3 separate regions of the Sus scrofa genome follow, and regions 1 and 2 are each linked to region 3. Evidence: chromatin contacts called from public Hi-C and promoter capture Hi-C data. All regions are on one chromosome and are shown on one strand. The core of a region is the stretch at or near the end of the contact, and the rest is flanking DNA. Distances in the headings are between cores, read along the strand shown. Region 1 holds the start of UBXN2A (UBX domain-containing protein 2A). Region 2 holds the start of ITSN2 (intersectin-2). Region 3 holds the start of LOC100738909 (protein FAM228B).

Region 1 (4,780 bases), core at 1,134-3,633, 140 kb before region 3:
CAGGAACTCCATATGCCGCAGGACAGCCAGAAAAGAAAAAAAATTAAAATAATAAAAAAAAGAAAATGAAAAATAAAAATAAAAAACATACAATTATTAGAAGTAATCAGGGAGTTCCCGTCGTGGCGCAGTGGTTAACGAACCCGACTAGGAACCATGAGGTTGCAGGTTCAATCCCTGGCCTTGCTCAGTGGGTTAACAATCTGACGTTGCCATGAGCTGTGGTGTAGGTTGCAGATGCGGCTCGGATCCCGCGTTGCTGTGGCTCTGGTGTAGGCTGGTGGCTACAGCTCCGATTCTACTCCTAGTCTGGGAACCTCTATATGCCGCGAGAGTGGCCCAAGAAAATGACAAAAAGACAAAAAAAAAAAAAAAAAAAAGAAGTAATCAATGTATTCAGCAAAGATGCTGGATAAAGGACCAACACACAAAAATCAGCAGTTATTTCTATACAGAAATGAGGGGGAAAAAAATCCCAAAAGAAATTAAGAAAGCAATTCCTTTTACCACAGTGATTCCTTTTCTCAAAAAAGAATACTTAGAATAAATTTAACCAAGGAGGCACAAGACTTGCACACTGAAAACTACAAAACAAAAACCTAAGTAAATGGAAAGATGTTCATGTTCAGAGATCAAAAAAAACCTTAACATTGTTAAGATGTCAATACGCCTCAAACTAACCTACCCATTGCAATCCAGTGCAATTCCTATCAAAACCCAAGTGCCTTTTTTCTTTTTTACAGAAAAGGTAGAGCTGTTCCTAAATTGCAAGGAACCTAAAATAACCAAAAATATCTTTAGAGAAAAAAACATTTGGAGGACTCACACTTTCTGATTTCAAGACCTACTACAGAAGCTACGGTAATCAAAACGTTATGGTACTGCATAAGGATAGGGCATAAAGGTAACAAGAATTTTGAGTCCAGAAATGAACTAATACATCTGCAGCCATTTGATTTTTGACAAGAATGCTCTCTTTATCAAATTGTGCCAGGACCAAAAAAAAAAAAAAAAAAAAGAGGAGGAGGAAGAGGCAACACTTAAAAGCCATCCATAGAAAAGTCTTTTGCCCTAAGGAATCAAACTCCTTATTGGGAGCTTCAATAGACAAGTTTCTAGAGAATTGGCTGAAAGTTGAACTCACCACAGGATTCCGGAATTGCACAACTGAAAGACAAGTTCCAAAGATTCACAGGGTGCCTTTACTTAGGTGGGAATGGCAGGGGTCCTTAGGTGAGGTCCAATATCAATTTGAATTCCAGCACTAAAAACTGTCAAGTAAGAACAAAAACTGATTTAGGCAAATTAAGAATATATTTGAAAGGATTATTCCAAGGAGGGTGGGGCGAGGGTGGGATGGGGGTGGGAAGAGACTATAAAAATACTGCTGGAGTACAATTACAATTGGGAGAATATCCAATTATACGCAAATAAATAAACTTTGGGTTTAGATAAAGACTTTATTGGATAGGATTATGCCGAAAAAAGGAAAAGGAAGTACTGCAATGGGGGGGGGTGAGGGACAAACCTTGTTAGAGGGGAGCTCTGTGACCATGACCCTGAGATCAGCAACTGTGGAAAAAACTGGGTGTGGTGCACAGTGGGACAGACAGGTGGAGATAGCAGTGATAACACAGACGATCAGTGTTTTGCATGGAACTCAGCCTATTTTAATGAGCGGTGGTGAAGGAGGGTTTGTATGCTGGATTAGGCTGAGGGTGGGTCAAAGTTTAGGAGCCTGGAGGAAGGAGAGAACCTTAACTTTGGTCAAATCCAGGGAGCCAGTGGGGGAAAAAATGTAATCGTAATGTATACATGTAAGGATAACCTGACCCCCTTGCTGTACAGTGGGAAAATAAAATAAAAAAAATTATTAAAAAAAAAAAATCCAGGGAGCCAGTATTTTGTCCAGACTGGTTAGTGAGTATAAGCAGTTCAGCTAATCCTTTGTGAAGCAAAAAGAATGGGGATTTGGAGGGTCTCTGTCAGGCCTCGTCCAAGGTAAACAAGGGGGTATCCGTGAGTCTTATCTAAATCACAACGGGGAAGGGAGGCTCCTCGCTGTCAAGCCTTTCAGGAACGTGGAAAGGTGGGGGGATTTCTTTAACCGTGGCTTTCCAGAATCACTGGACTCAGGGAAAGTTCAACATGGTCCGAATACAGAGAAATCTCTCCGCGGATTCAACCAGAAGCTGAAGAGGTAGACAGGTAAGTTGATGCTGAGTTCTCGGGTGAGCCCACGCCTAGCTCCCTGCATTTTCCGAGCAGGGTGAAGAGGCCACCACCAGCAGCGCCCGCAGCAAGGAGGCGGCCGCCATGAGGGCGGTAACGCTGAGGACCGACGCGGCCGCTGCCGCCGGCCCCGCCCCCCGCGCGCGCCCCCGCGGCCGGTGCGCGCGCCCGGGTCTGCGCAGCACCGGCCTCGGCGCGATCTCAGAGCTCAGCTGCCGGCTGCGGTGACCGTGGGAGGCAGGAGGGGGCCCAGCGGAGCGGCTGCCGAGCCTGAGAGGATCTGGGGGCGGCGGTGCTTCCTGTCTGAGTGGCTCCAGCCCAGCGGCAGGGGCGGCGGCGGCGCCCGCGGCCCCTGAGCGAATTGAGGAGGCCGCGAGGCGACGGCGCGGCGCGGCCCCCTCCAGCGGCCGCGCCCGGAGGTGAGTTTTCAGGGGCCGCGCCGCGTTCGGCCGGGTGAGGGGCGTAGGCGGGCGGGCGGGCGTTTCCCCAGCGGGGCGCCGGGGATCCTGGGGCCGCCCAAGCCGCGGGGCCCTTTCCTTGTCTCGGTTTCGGAGTCCGTGTCTGCGACCCCGAAAGGGCGGCCTGGGCGGGACTCCTGCCCAGCGCAGGTGAGGCGCGGCTCTGGGCCTGCGGTCTGCGCGTCTTCCCGAGCGGCCGACTGCGGGCAAGCGCAGCGCTTTGAAACTTCCAGTTCAGTTCTCAGAATGCAAACGCACAGTACAGAAATGCAAAGCGTGCCTGTTTGGGGCGAACATTCCTTAGGTAACCTCAATACGTGGCTCCCGCAACCTACGTTTTATGGTGTAGGCTTGCTCTTCGTTGTTTTCACATCTTTTTTTTTTTCCTATGTATCCATTTTTCTGGTTGTTTGAAGTTACTTGTTAGCAATAAGGGACGTTAGTGTGGCATCCAGCGTTGGTTACTCTGTACTTAATGTGAGATCATTGAAAATAAAACGTAGAAAATTGACAGTCTGTATTTATGTCGACGTGGAACTGTTACATATGACAGGTTGTGAACGACGTGAAAACCAGCTTCCTTGTTTCACAGTCGTGGCTTAAGTGTTCTGAGAGCTGTTCATAAGGTTTTTATTTATATTTTAGTTTAAATGTGAAAAACTCTTTAAAAAAAGTTGATCTTGTGACTTCTAAATATGTTGTAAGTCATTATTTTAAATTTAATTTTTTGGAGTAAAGTTAATTTACAATGTTGTATTAGTTTCAGGTGTACAGAACCAGTCATAGAAAAGTCCATTCTCTTTTCCTATATAGGTTATTTCAAACTATTGAGTAGATTTTCCTGTTCTACACAGTAGGTTCTCGTTAATGATGTGTTTTATACAGTACTATGTATCATGTAGATTTAGAAAGCAATTAAATCCGATGAATAAAGTTAGATCTAGGAATTGGTGAAATCCAAAAATGAGTAAGATTTGTGTGCAGGATGGAGAAAGTGATTAAGCACACAAATAATAATGATGCAAGACAGAATATGGTATTTGTTAATTATGTATTGAGCACTGACTCTTAACCTTGGCATGTGGTAAATACTATACATGTATACTTAATATTTAATGTTAATTACTTAGTTTTTCATTCATTTAGTACGTATTGTGTGTTGAGGTAAGAATATGTGGGTGATGATTATAGGTTTTGCCTTTAAGGACTCTACATTGTCATTGGAGGAAACAAGGTAAACAAATAATCCCACAAGTAAATGCCAGTCAACCTAGAGAGAAGGTAAAAAGGAAGAATGTAGGGTGTTATGAGAGTATGTAACCAGGGTACCTATCCCAGCTGAAGAAATCAGTTGTTTTTTCCTCGGAAAGGAATCTTTGAGCTTAGTTATTAAGGATAAGTAGGAATTGGGTGACTCCCAGAAAAGGTTCAGGCAAAGGAAATCAGTTCCACAGAGGCTTGGGAAGATTGGGGGAACTGAATGGCAAAGCAGTTGGATTGAGTGTAGAAAGCAAAAGGGGCCTGTAGTTAGGGCCAGAGAGATTATGTGCGTCCTTCATACAATGTTAAAGATTTGGGACCAGCTTTTTTTTTTTTTTTCCTCCCTTTTTTAAACTTTTATGGGGAAATTTTCAAACCACTCAAATGTAGTTAAGAGAACATTGCAGTGAACTCCCCTTTAATTTTATCCAGAGGATGTAGACCTTATTTGAAGAGTAATGGGAGGTCACTAAAGGGTTTTAAACAGGAAAGCCCCATAATCAAGTTTGTATCTTAATCAAAAAGGTCACCGTGACTCCTCTGCAAATTGGATGGGGACAAGAATGGATGTGGGGAAACGCCCTAGAGATGATAGTTGGGATTAGGATTGTGGCTATGAAGGTAGGGCAGATTTTTAAGAGTACGTACTTAATCTCTCCCTGCTGTGTTAGTAATTCTGTATTCATGCCTTTTGGAGGAATTGTGAAAGGTTTTCTAAAGCAGTATTTGAGATGGATTTTGCAAGGTAAATAGCATTTCATAATGGAACCCTGGAGTGAGCATGTCATGGTGTCAAAGGCTGGCTAGCTCAGCAATCTTGATTGTTTCTG
Region 2 (4,890 bases), core at 1,053-3,552, 210 kb after region 3:
CGTTCCTGCTGCACCGCAATGTAAGCTCCTCTTTTTTACTATTCTGATTTTGTGAAAATACAAAAAAAATTTTAAACTATAATTCCTATCCCAGCACATGTCTAACACATTTCCTTGTATTCAGAAGAGAGCAGATTTTAGACTCCTTGTTATGTTGAACTAACCTGCTTCCTGCTCAATAATTCAGTACAGGTCAAGTTTTCTGAGACAATTCTACTTTTCATTATAAAGGAATAAGTATATGCATTAAAGGATAACAAACGCAAACAAAAAATGCAAGCTTTTCTTCTGCTCATTAATACATTAAAAAAAAGGAGCCATGCACATTTTTTTCCACGTACTTCGAAAACACAAAAGCCTGTCCTTAAATTAAGCTTCTAAAACAACGTCTTACATACTTTTGAAACTGCAAGTGATATATGTCAATCATATCTCAAAGCTGGAAGAAAGAAATTATAAGGGAATCGTAGGTACAGCCAAAGAAACCAGCACATCTGAGATGCTGCTATCTTTAAATTTTGAGGGACGTCATTATTAATTTATGTAAAGGTTTTGTGATTGTTTCTAGACTACGTTTAGGTTTTATCACTGATTAACAATGTGGCAAACAAGCACAGGAGGAGAGGCAAATGATTTTCTTAAGAGGCTTAAGCAGCTTAACCTACAGAGTCTGTGCTACCTAAATTAAGCTTTCTGGAACACAGAATTTCCAGGCACACCTCACCTATTTCTGGGCAAGCAGGTAAACAAACACTAGTAAAAAACAAATAGAGCACTTAGTAAAGCAAACATTTTTGTGTTAACCTTAATTCTTATCACAAAGTGATTGGCTCTATCAAAAATATTCCTCATTCCTAATCAAGACAAATGAAGCATCCCTGCCAACAGCAATCATTCAGCGATAAAGCATAGGAATAATAAACCCAAAAACACCATCATCTTACAGAATGCAAAGCCATCTGCAGTTTCAACCTTGGCTTACCCATTCACTATGCACATATAGGCGTCTTTTTAAATGGTAATAAGCAGCAATAAACTTTACTCCGGCCCAAGAGATTACATCTCTCCGTGCTTCCTGTTCACCCTGGAAGTCAATAACGCTGAAGTCAAATTGTAACATTTCCCAACTTTGGTTTAATGTGAGCGGTGGACGCCGAGCATCCGCCCACTGGCCTCTCGTGACTCGGGCTACTTTGACGCACTGGGATGCGGCTCACCTGACCCTCCGCACCAACCGTTACCAAGAAGGAAAACCAACTCCGTGAAAATAAAATGGGGCCCCAAGGAAGCTCGCGGAAAGCCAGGGGGCCACGCCGCTCCCGAACCTCGGCGGCGTCCGCACCTGCCAGGAGAGGCCGCGGCCAGGGGCCGGGGCTCGGCCGCAGATAAGGGGCAGCGCGGTCCCGGCCCCTCACTGTCCGCCCTGGCCCCGCCGCGGGGACAGGAACCCACGGCCGGAGGTTTCCGCCAGGCGCCGCCAAGCCCGCCAGGGGCCTAGCTTGGGGGCCGCCCAGGCTCCCGAGGGCAGTCCGCGTCGTGCGGGGCCGTAGCCGCCTCCCAGCCCGGCCCCCGGGCCGGCCCGCGAGCCTCCCCGCAGCGGACGCGGCGGCGCCCGCACCTGCCCGGCGCCCTGCGGCAGCCCCTGCGAGCGCCTTCACCCACCTGGCGCGCCCGCCGCGCCTCCCGCACGTCACAGCGCGACCCCGCGCCCCTCGGCACCAGCAGCGCGGGCGCGGACGGACGCCGGGAGACCCTGCTCGGCAGCCGCCGCCGCCGCCGCCGCGCCTGCTTCGTCTTCAGGCCGCGGACAGCGAACCTGTTGCGCAGCCTGTCACGGCCGCTCGGGCTCCGCGGCGCCGCCTCAGCCCCACAACAACATGGCGGCCGCGGCCTCCGCAGGAAGCCGGGGGGCGGGGAGGGAGGCGACGGGCCGGGCAGCTGACGGCCCGCCCGCCGCCGGGCACCGACGCCCCCACCCTCAGGAACCCGAAATTGCCCCGGCGCGGCTCCGCACCCCCAGAGCCCCGGGTACCGAACCCCGCGGGCCTGGTCCTAGTGCTCCGCTCTCCCCTCGGGGAGGCCCCGAAGCCCCCGGCAGCCCTTCCTGGAGGGGCGCCGACCCACCTGGCTCCTCCTCCCCGAGGTGACATGTTGAGGTTGGGTGGTGCGTTTCCTGCCACTGCAGACCCCACGGTTTTGGAGAAGGGCAAGCTGTGCTGCACCCACAGGAGGTTTCCTCTGAAGCCTCCTTGCTCAGTCAAGTTTCTTCCTTGACCTGGGAGCAAGATTCCTCTGGAATGAGTGTGGCAGGAGGAGGCCGTGCCTCGCCTTGCTCTTGGGTCTGTTGCAGGCCTCTCACCCCCTCCAGGTATCCCAGGAGGACTCACCGTACTGAACAGCCATCCACTCAGCGTTCCTCACTCTCCTCCATGACAAGTATAAAGGGCGAGAAGGGGGCCTCCAGCCCCCATCCCTAAGCAGAGCGGCCACCCCGTATGCTCTGGCCAAGCAGTAAGAAGTCATCTCTCCTTGAACTCCACTACCAGCTGGCCTGCAGATGCTGAACGTTCTACCCCACCTGAGAGCTGCCTGACAGGTGAAGCTCAAATTCACTCTCTTTTTCCTCCCCTTTCAACTCCTGATCGCCTCACAAAAGACCATACTTGAACTCAGTCACCACTCTAGGAGGTACTCATGTGGCTCAGCGGGTTAAGAACCCCACTGGTATCCATGCAGATGTGGTTTGGTCTCACTCAGTGGGTTCAGGATCTGGCTTTGCCCCCAAGCTCCAGCATAGGTTGGGGGTGTGTCTGGGATCTGGCCTTGCTGTGGCTGTGGTGTATGTGGGCGGCTGCAGCTCCAATTCGACCCCTACCCTGGGAACTTCCATATGCTGCAGGTGCAGCCCTAAAAAGACCAAAAAAAAAAAAAAAAAAAGTCACCGCTGTTCATGGAGGGCTTGCCCTAGACACAGCACTCCTTCAAGAGAGAGGCTCCTTGTTGATGTTAGAGGAGGAGTCAGTGGGGTTCCTATGAGCATAACAAAGTGGGGGTCCAAGACCCAAGATTTCTCTTGGCTTTTAGAGGCAGAGTGGGGGCTGGTCCAGTATACAAAACTCACATCCCCATGGCTTTTGTTGGAAAAGAAGAAATCTGCAGATCACATGATTCCATGGCTTCCCCTTCATTCCTCACCTGTTGGGGCATGTGAAGGCTGGCTTGAGAGGGATGGTTTCCAAAACCCAGGCCTATCTGAACTAGCCACCCAACTCATGTGAGGAACTTAGCAAACATCAGTGATGATAAACAGGCTTTTCCTGCTCTCACACTCAGTGTTTTTCCCAACTCTTTGATTGGGACCTGACGAAGACCAGATAGACAGGTCCTGAGCTTCAGTGACACAGAGAGACCTGACTCCTTTGCATTAGCCTAGGAAGTCCCTTATCTACCAGAGACCAATCAGTCTATCCCTTATCTACTGAGGACCAATCAGTCTGCAAACAAATCACCCACTCTTGAATACATGGTCTCATTCCCATGACAGACATCACCAGTTAATTGTGGTTCTCCCTTCCAGAGCCCATACTTCAGTCCAAGCTTCTGAGTCCTCCTCAACGTAGTGCTCCAGAGAGGTATCCTGTAAGGTGAAACCTATTTTTTATTCCTGATAGGCAGATTGGTAGCCAGTCTCTATTTTCCTCCCATCATTTGATCAGTGTCATTTGTGTTTCTGGGTTCTGGACCTGATGCAGTTCACCCTGAGGCTTCCTTCTTTCTGAAGGAGGTGCCAAATCCCTGGCAGGACAAAAGTGAACTTTATAGAAAGGAACAGTTATAAAGAAGTTAAAAAAAAAAAAAAAAAAGGAGTTCCTGTCATGGCGCAGTGGTTAACGAATCGACTAGGAACCATGAGGTTTCAGGTTTGATCCCTGGCCTTGCTCAGTGGGTTAGGGATCCGGCATTGCCGTGAGCCGTGATGTAGGTCGGCAGATCTGGTGTTGCTGTGGCTGTGGTGTAGGCCAGCGTCTACAGCTCTGATTAGACCCCTAGCCTGGGAACCTCCATATGCTGAGGGAGCAGCCCTAGAAAGGCAAAAAAGACAAAAAATAAATAATTAAAAATGTTCTATTAAAAAAAAAGTAAAAAAAAAAATTAAAAAGTCTCCCTAAGATAAAAACACAAAGAACCTCTGATGGAAATTAGGGTCCTGTATATAATTGGGAGCCTATAGTACCCTAAACACTAAAACAATTATCTCATGGTTCCATTTAGAGCTTTGAGGCTGGTTTGTCCATATTATCACATTCTTTCAGAGTTGATGGTTTGCATAGGTGATCCCTCCACCATCCCAGTTCATTGACTTCCTCTTTTCTTCATAGGGCAGGCCTTGGGACTGTATCTGTAATTTCTCTCTTAGTCTTTCCCAAATCCCATCACCTCTTTTTCACCTCCAGCATCAGCTGCAGATCAGATGCCTAGAGGAACCATGTGCTACCTAAGACATATAGAGACACTTGACAAGCCTAAAGAAGATTAGGGATTATGTAGGGTGAGGATGTTGAGAAGTCAGTTAGGGGACTAGTGTATTTCTTACCTTTCTTTAAGTTCTGCCACAATTTAAGATGGATTCGAGGCCTCTTCCCCGGTAAGGTAACCTCGCTTTTACCATGGGAGCTTTTAATCTTAGTCTGTTTTTCTTCCTGCACTGATCTTCCTTCCTGACCATGTATATCCTTTGCTCTCTTAATCTCGTTCTCTGTTTTCAAAGATTCCATCTTTTACCCCTTTCCTACCCAGTCTACCCTCACAACAAACTCATAGTAATGGGAAGAGGTTAGGATAGAGACTCTAAACAGCCCATAAGATAAATATGTTGTAGAGTAAGAAGAC
Region 3 (4,550 bases), core at 1,600-4,099:
TTTGGACTCTCCACTCTTTTTCACTAATTTAGTTGTCTTTCAGACTGCTGTAATAACAGCATGTGTACTTTGAAAAAAGCTCCCCCACTGATTGTAATATACCCCTATCCCAGTGAACAACTGATGTCATGGAAAGGAAATATATTTTGGAATTAGATAGCTCTGGGCTTGAATCTCAGCACCTCTATTTTCTGCCGTATGACTATGGAAGAATTATTTAACCTTGTTAGCTTGTTTCTGATCTGTACATGAGGCTTCTTTGTTTATAACATGGGAGAAGTGTGCCTAACCCATAACACAGCATCCAGAAATGTCAGTGTTACTCCCTTAGTTCCTTATAGGCAACTGAGACCCAAGAGACTTTTAAATTTCCTTTTTATGGCCACACCTGCAGGATATAGAAGTTCCCAGGCTGGGGTCGAATTGGAGCTGCAGCTGCTGGCCTACACCACAGCCACAGCAGTACAGGATTCCATCCTCATCTGTGACGTACATTACAGCTCACGGCAACACTGGATCCTTAACCTGCTGAGCGAGGCTAGGAATCAAACTTGAGTCCTCATGGAAACAAGTCAGGTTCATTAACCACTGAGCCACAATGGGAACTCCTGCCAAGAGACATTTTAAGCACAAGAGTAATATCACTTTTTTTTCTTGGGGCCATGCCCAGGGCATGCAGATATTCCCAGGCTAGGGATCAAATCCAAGCCACAGCTGTAACCAGAGCCACAGCAGCGACAATGCCGGATCCTTAATACAATGAGCCACAAGAGAACTTTTTTTTTAAAGAAGGAGAAGGATGCATTATAGGTCCCCCCCCCATGTAACAATCATTAATTGGATTCCATTTGCCCAAAACAGCGGCTTAAGCCTAAAGTGAAATGGTTGACTTAAGTGACTGAAAAAGCCTGGAGTAGAAGAGCTCTTAATCCTAGCTTATTATGCCACCAAGACCATGTTTTTCTTCCTCTCTTGCCACTACAGTCCAGGCAAGGTTCAGTTGATAAATTCTGGAATGAATGTTTCTCAAAATCAGACTCTCTGTTAGTACTTTCTCTTACATATGCCTTCCTGGCACTAGACTGTTATCTCAAACATTGTCATTGCAGTAACAGGCTTAATCTTAAAGACAGAATCAGCAAAGGCACCAGATATTGAAATCAAATTCTTAAGTTTTTTACCCAGTTGTTTCCAAATCTTGAACACTCACATTCTTAGCATAAAGAGAATAGTCATCTGCCCGGACACATTTGTAGTCTTTCTCCTTGAAATACAATCCTTCCCTTCTGGCTTTCAAAGGGTTCTTGGCAAATACATTCACAAGTGTTCGGATATCACTGGGCATTACCTGCAGAGGTTAAATAGACCAGAGGTTGGCAAACCATGGTGGGCTGGCAAAATTTGGCCCACTACCAGTTTTTGTAGGCCTGCAAGCTAAGAATGGTTTTTATATTTTTAAGCAGTTGGGGAAAAAATCAAAACAGTAATTTTTTGATATGTAAAAATTATATAAAATTCAAATTTCAGTGTTCATAAGGTTTTATTAGGACATAGTCACTCATTCTTTTATGTATTGTCTACAGCATACCCCATGCGTCTTTACAGAAAAAGTTTTAAACTCTTATGTCCAAACCCAAACTTGTTTTTTCTTACACTAAATCCTGGTGATGCTACACAAAGGCTCCGCTCCTGGAGTTTGATGAGGGCTGCACAGTCCACATGCTTTGTTCCCAGGAGGGTATCTAACAGTAAGTTCTGCAAATGGCTCATGCTCCCTCAGCTCTGAAAAACGGAACTGCAGTTGAAAATGACCTGCTCTGGCTTTTAAAAGGCCCTGTGAACACAAATATTGTTAAGACACTCTGGACAGTTTTAATATCCACAATGTGCACTTTGAAAAGATGAAGAGTGATGAGAGTTCCTTTGTGGCACAGTGGGTTAAGGATCCAGCATTGTCACTGCAGCCGCTTGGTTGCTACTGAGGTGTAAATTCAATCCTGGGAACTTCCACATGTCCCAGGTGTGCGCCCCCCCCCAAAGAAGAGTGAAAACGGTGGGCCATCATCCAGTGTCCACCAATACGCAAAGAAGAAAATAGAATCATGGAAAGGTTATGAGTTTGGAAAAAATCATAGCTCATAATTTTCTAGCTATGTCAATGGTTTGCGTAAGAATCATTTAGGATTAAAAATTTATAGGTATGTGACTGGGTCACTTTTGTTGTACAGTAGAAATTGACAGAATAATGTAAATCAACTATAATAGGAAAAAAAAAACCCTAAAAACAAATAAAAAAAAATGTAAACCCTGACGAAATAGAGAACTATGGAGGTAAACAAGATTAAATTATGAGAAATGCTGGTCATGAGTCCTCACGTTCCTTTTCGGCTCAGTAGCATCAGCACCAACAATGAAACTGATCAAAACCCCAAGGGATTCAAAACAACTTAAGGCACCTAAGGTGACATTTCCCGCACAAATCCCCAACTCTTCTTGGACCGTCTTCAAGAGGACAAACTCCACAAACAGGCGTCCCTTGCCCGCCACTCCCTTTGTGGTGATTTGGCCAACGGGGGGGGGGGGGAGAAGCGGTGTTCCCTGGAGCAGAGGTTACTGAGGCGAGAGAGGGAGGTTAGTATCCAGTCTGGTTGCCTGGGAAGATGCACAGGATGCACAAAATGCTTGGGTGAGCGCGAGGGGACACTAGGTAAAGGGATCAGCCTCTAGGGAAGGAGCCCAGCGCTCGTCCAAGGGCTCACCAACAGCGCAGGCGCCCGTTAACGGACGCGGGGGAGGCGGGGCGAGAGGGCGACGTGCCCAGCTATTGGCTACGCCAGCTGCTCGTCCCCGAGAAGCGCTATGACTCGGTCCGCAAAGCGCCACCTGCCTCCGGCGCTGGCGCTAGGGATTTCTGAGTTCTCCCTCCGCGGGTTGGGGCTCCGGGGGCGTACGTGCGCGGGGTTCAGGAAGGCAGAGGCCGAGTCCCCGGACCAGGTGGTCCTGCAGAATTCGGAATCCTCCGCCCGTCTGGGCGCCCTCTGTCCACCGTGGCGCCAAGCGGACTCGTTGACGTCCGCTGCGGCGGAGGGGTCGCGCGGGGCGCTACGTTGGAATCAGTAGACGCGAAAAGTTCTTATTCGCGGAGGCGGCCGGCTCGTTTTCTCGCGGCAGCCGACGAGTCAGGGGCCGTGGGCTCTCGGGTTGGGTCCTCGCATGGTGCAGGGGAGCAGAAGGGCCTGCTAGTCTTGGGAGGGGAGCTGAGGTACCTGTCGCGGCCTGCAGTTTCCCCGCCAGCCGGGCGGAGGCCGCACACACCTTGCTGACGGGGTGGGAGGGGAGGGCCGGGTTTGTGGGTGCTGTAGGTCTGCGACCGGCGCAAGCCCTGTGGCAGCTTCTGCCTCAGGCACAGTCAGGACGGGTTTCGGTTTGGGCCTGTCAAAGCATGAAGAAAGGCAGATTTTGTTCAGAAGCCCTTCCTTCTCTAACAGGCTTAACCTGTGTGTGCTTCAGCAGCCAGAAAGCTGCAGCTGTGCCCATTCGAAGTCAGAAAACTGCAAATGCGCCTCCTAGAGGCTAGTCTTATAATTGGCTACACCGGCTGGAAGGGGCGATGCTGTGCGAAGCTTGAAATTCTTGGGGGCGGCGGGCAGATCGGTCCGAAGATCTATGCTTAAAGGAAGCTGTCTCTGAAGACGTCAGTAGAAACCTGTACTGAAGGCTTCTCTTGTTAGGGAAAGCGTATATATTTAATGTTCAGAGTCTCTTCCACGTCCGTTTATGGTTACAGATAATTGCTTATTAATTAAACAGAAGGGAGAATAAATGTGAATTCTCAGTACTAAGTAAGCTAATCTTTTAGTTTTTCTAGGGGCTCTTTTTTTGTGACCACAATGAAAAATTTAGACGATGATCTGATAAATGGCAAACTTCCCAAGCTCAGGAACTCAAAAGAATGGTTGGAGCCACAGCCACTTTCTTTCATGGAGGTACAATAGGATGGCATTTTGAAGTTTTATACTTGGGTCGTTGCACTGAGAAGTGGCTTAGGATGAATATATTATTTTTGTATGTTTCTATCGTCAAAATGAACATATTCAGTACCCCCGAAAAGTTTCTTCATTGTGTCCCTTTGTAATCCATCCCTGCCTTTCTCTAATTATAGTTTCTTTTGAATTAAAAAAAAAATTTTTTTTTTTTTTGGCTGCACCCATAGCGTGGGAAATTTCCGAGCCAAGGATGGAACCCAAACCACAGCTATGGCAAAGCCAGGTCTTTAACCTGCTGAGCCCCACAGGAAAGTCCTAAAATTTTTTATTCGAATGGAATATTGTGGTGTGTGTTCTTTTTGTCTGGCTTCTTTCACGCAGTATAATTACTTTGCAATTCATCCATGTCGTTGCATGTGTCAGTACTTCATGCTTTTTCATTTCTTTTTTATGCCGAATCCTGTATATCCCAGTTTGTCCATTCTATTGTTGGATATTTAGGTTGTTTTACAGTTTTTGGCTATAGCAAAGTTAGGAACATTCATGTACATGTCTTTGTATGGA

What was found. Promoter capture Hi-C pulls out the DNA fragments that hold promoters and counts their contacts. Hi-C and Micro-C count contacts between places; a contact is called where the count stands out from the background.
Region 1: a contact with region 3 is called in a Hi-C map of skeletal muscle, with 3 times the contacts expected there. A contact is called at or near these places in 3 of 5 promoter capture datasets (fetal liver and liver), 8 of 47 Hi-C or Micro-C datasets (embryonic fibroblasts, heart right ventricle, omental adipose tissue and 4 more) and 2 of 2 datasets of targeted methods (alveolar macrophages and skeletal muscle).
Region 2: a contact with region 3 is called in a promoter capture Hi-C map of fetal liver, with 2.7 times the contacts expected there. A contact is called at or near these places in 1 of 5 promoter capture datasets (fetal liver) and 1 of 47 Hi-C or Micro-C datasets (liver).

What each region holds. Positions count from the first base shown.
Region 1 is chr3:114,711,788-114,716,567 of Sscrofa11.1, reverse strand. It overlaps UBXN2A (UBX domain-containing protein 2A), which reads left to right and starts at 2,383. Exons shown (of 7, transcript XM_003125368.6): 1 at 2,383-2,651.
Region 2 is chr3:114,360,731-114,365,620 of Sscrofa11.1, reverse strand. It overlaps ITSN2 (intersectin-2), which reads right to left and starts at 2,302. Exons shown (of 39, transcript XM_021088358.1): 1 at 2,125-2,302. It overlaps LOC106504180 (formin-like protein 6), which reads left to right. Exons shown (of 2, transcript XM_021088412.1): 2 at 1,445-3,894. The coding sequence ends at 2,274.
Region 3 is chr3:114,576,292-114,580,841 of Sscrofa11.1, reverse strand. It overlaps LOC100738909 (protein FAM228B), which reads left to right and starts at 2,849. Exons shown (of 8, transcript XM_021088366.1): 1 at 2,849-2,994. The coding sequence starts at 2,860. It overlaps PFN4 (profilin-4), which reads right to left and starts at 2,578. Exons shown (of 4, transcript XM_021088369.1): 1 at 1,654-2,578; 2 at 1,211-1,348. The coding sequence starts at 1,770.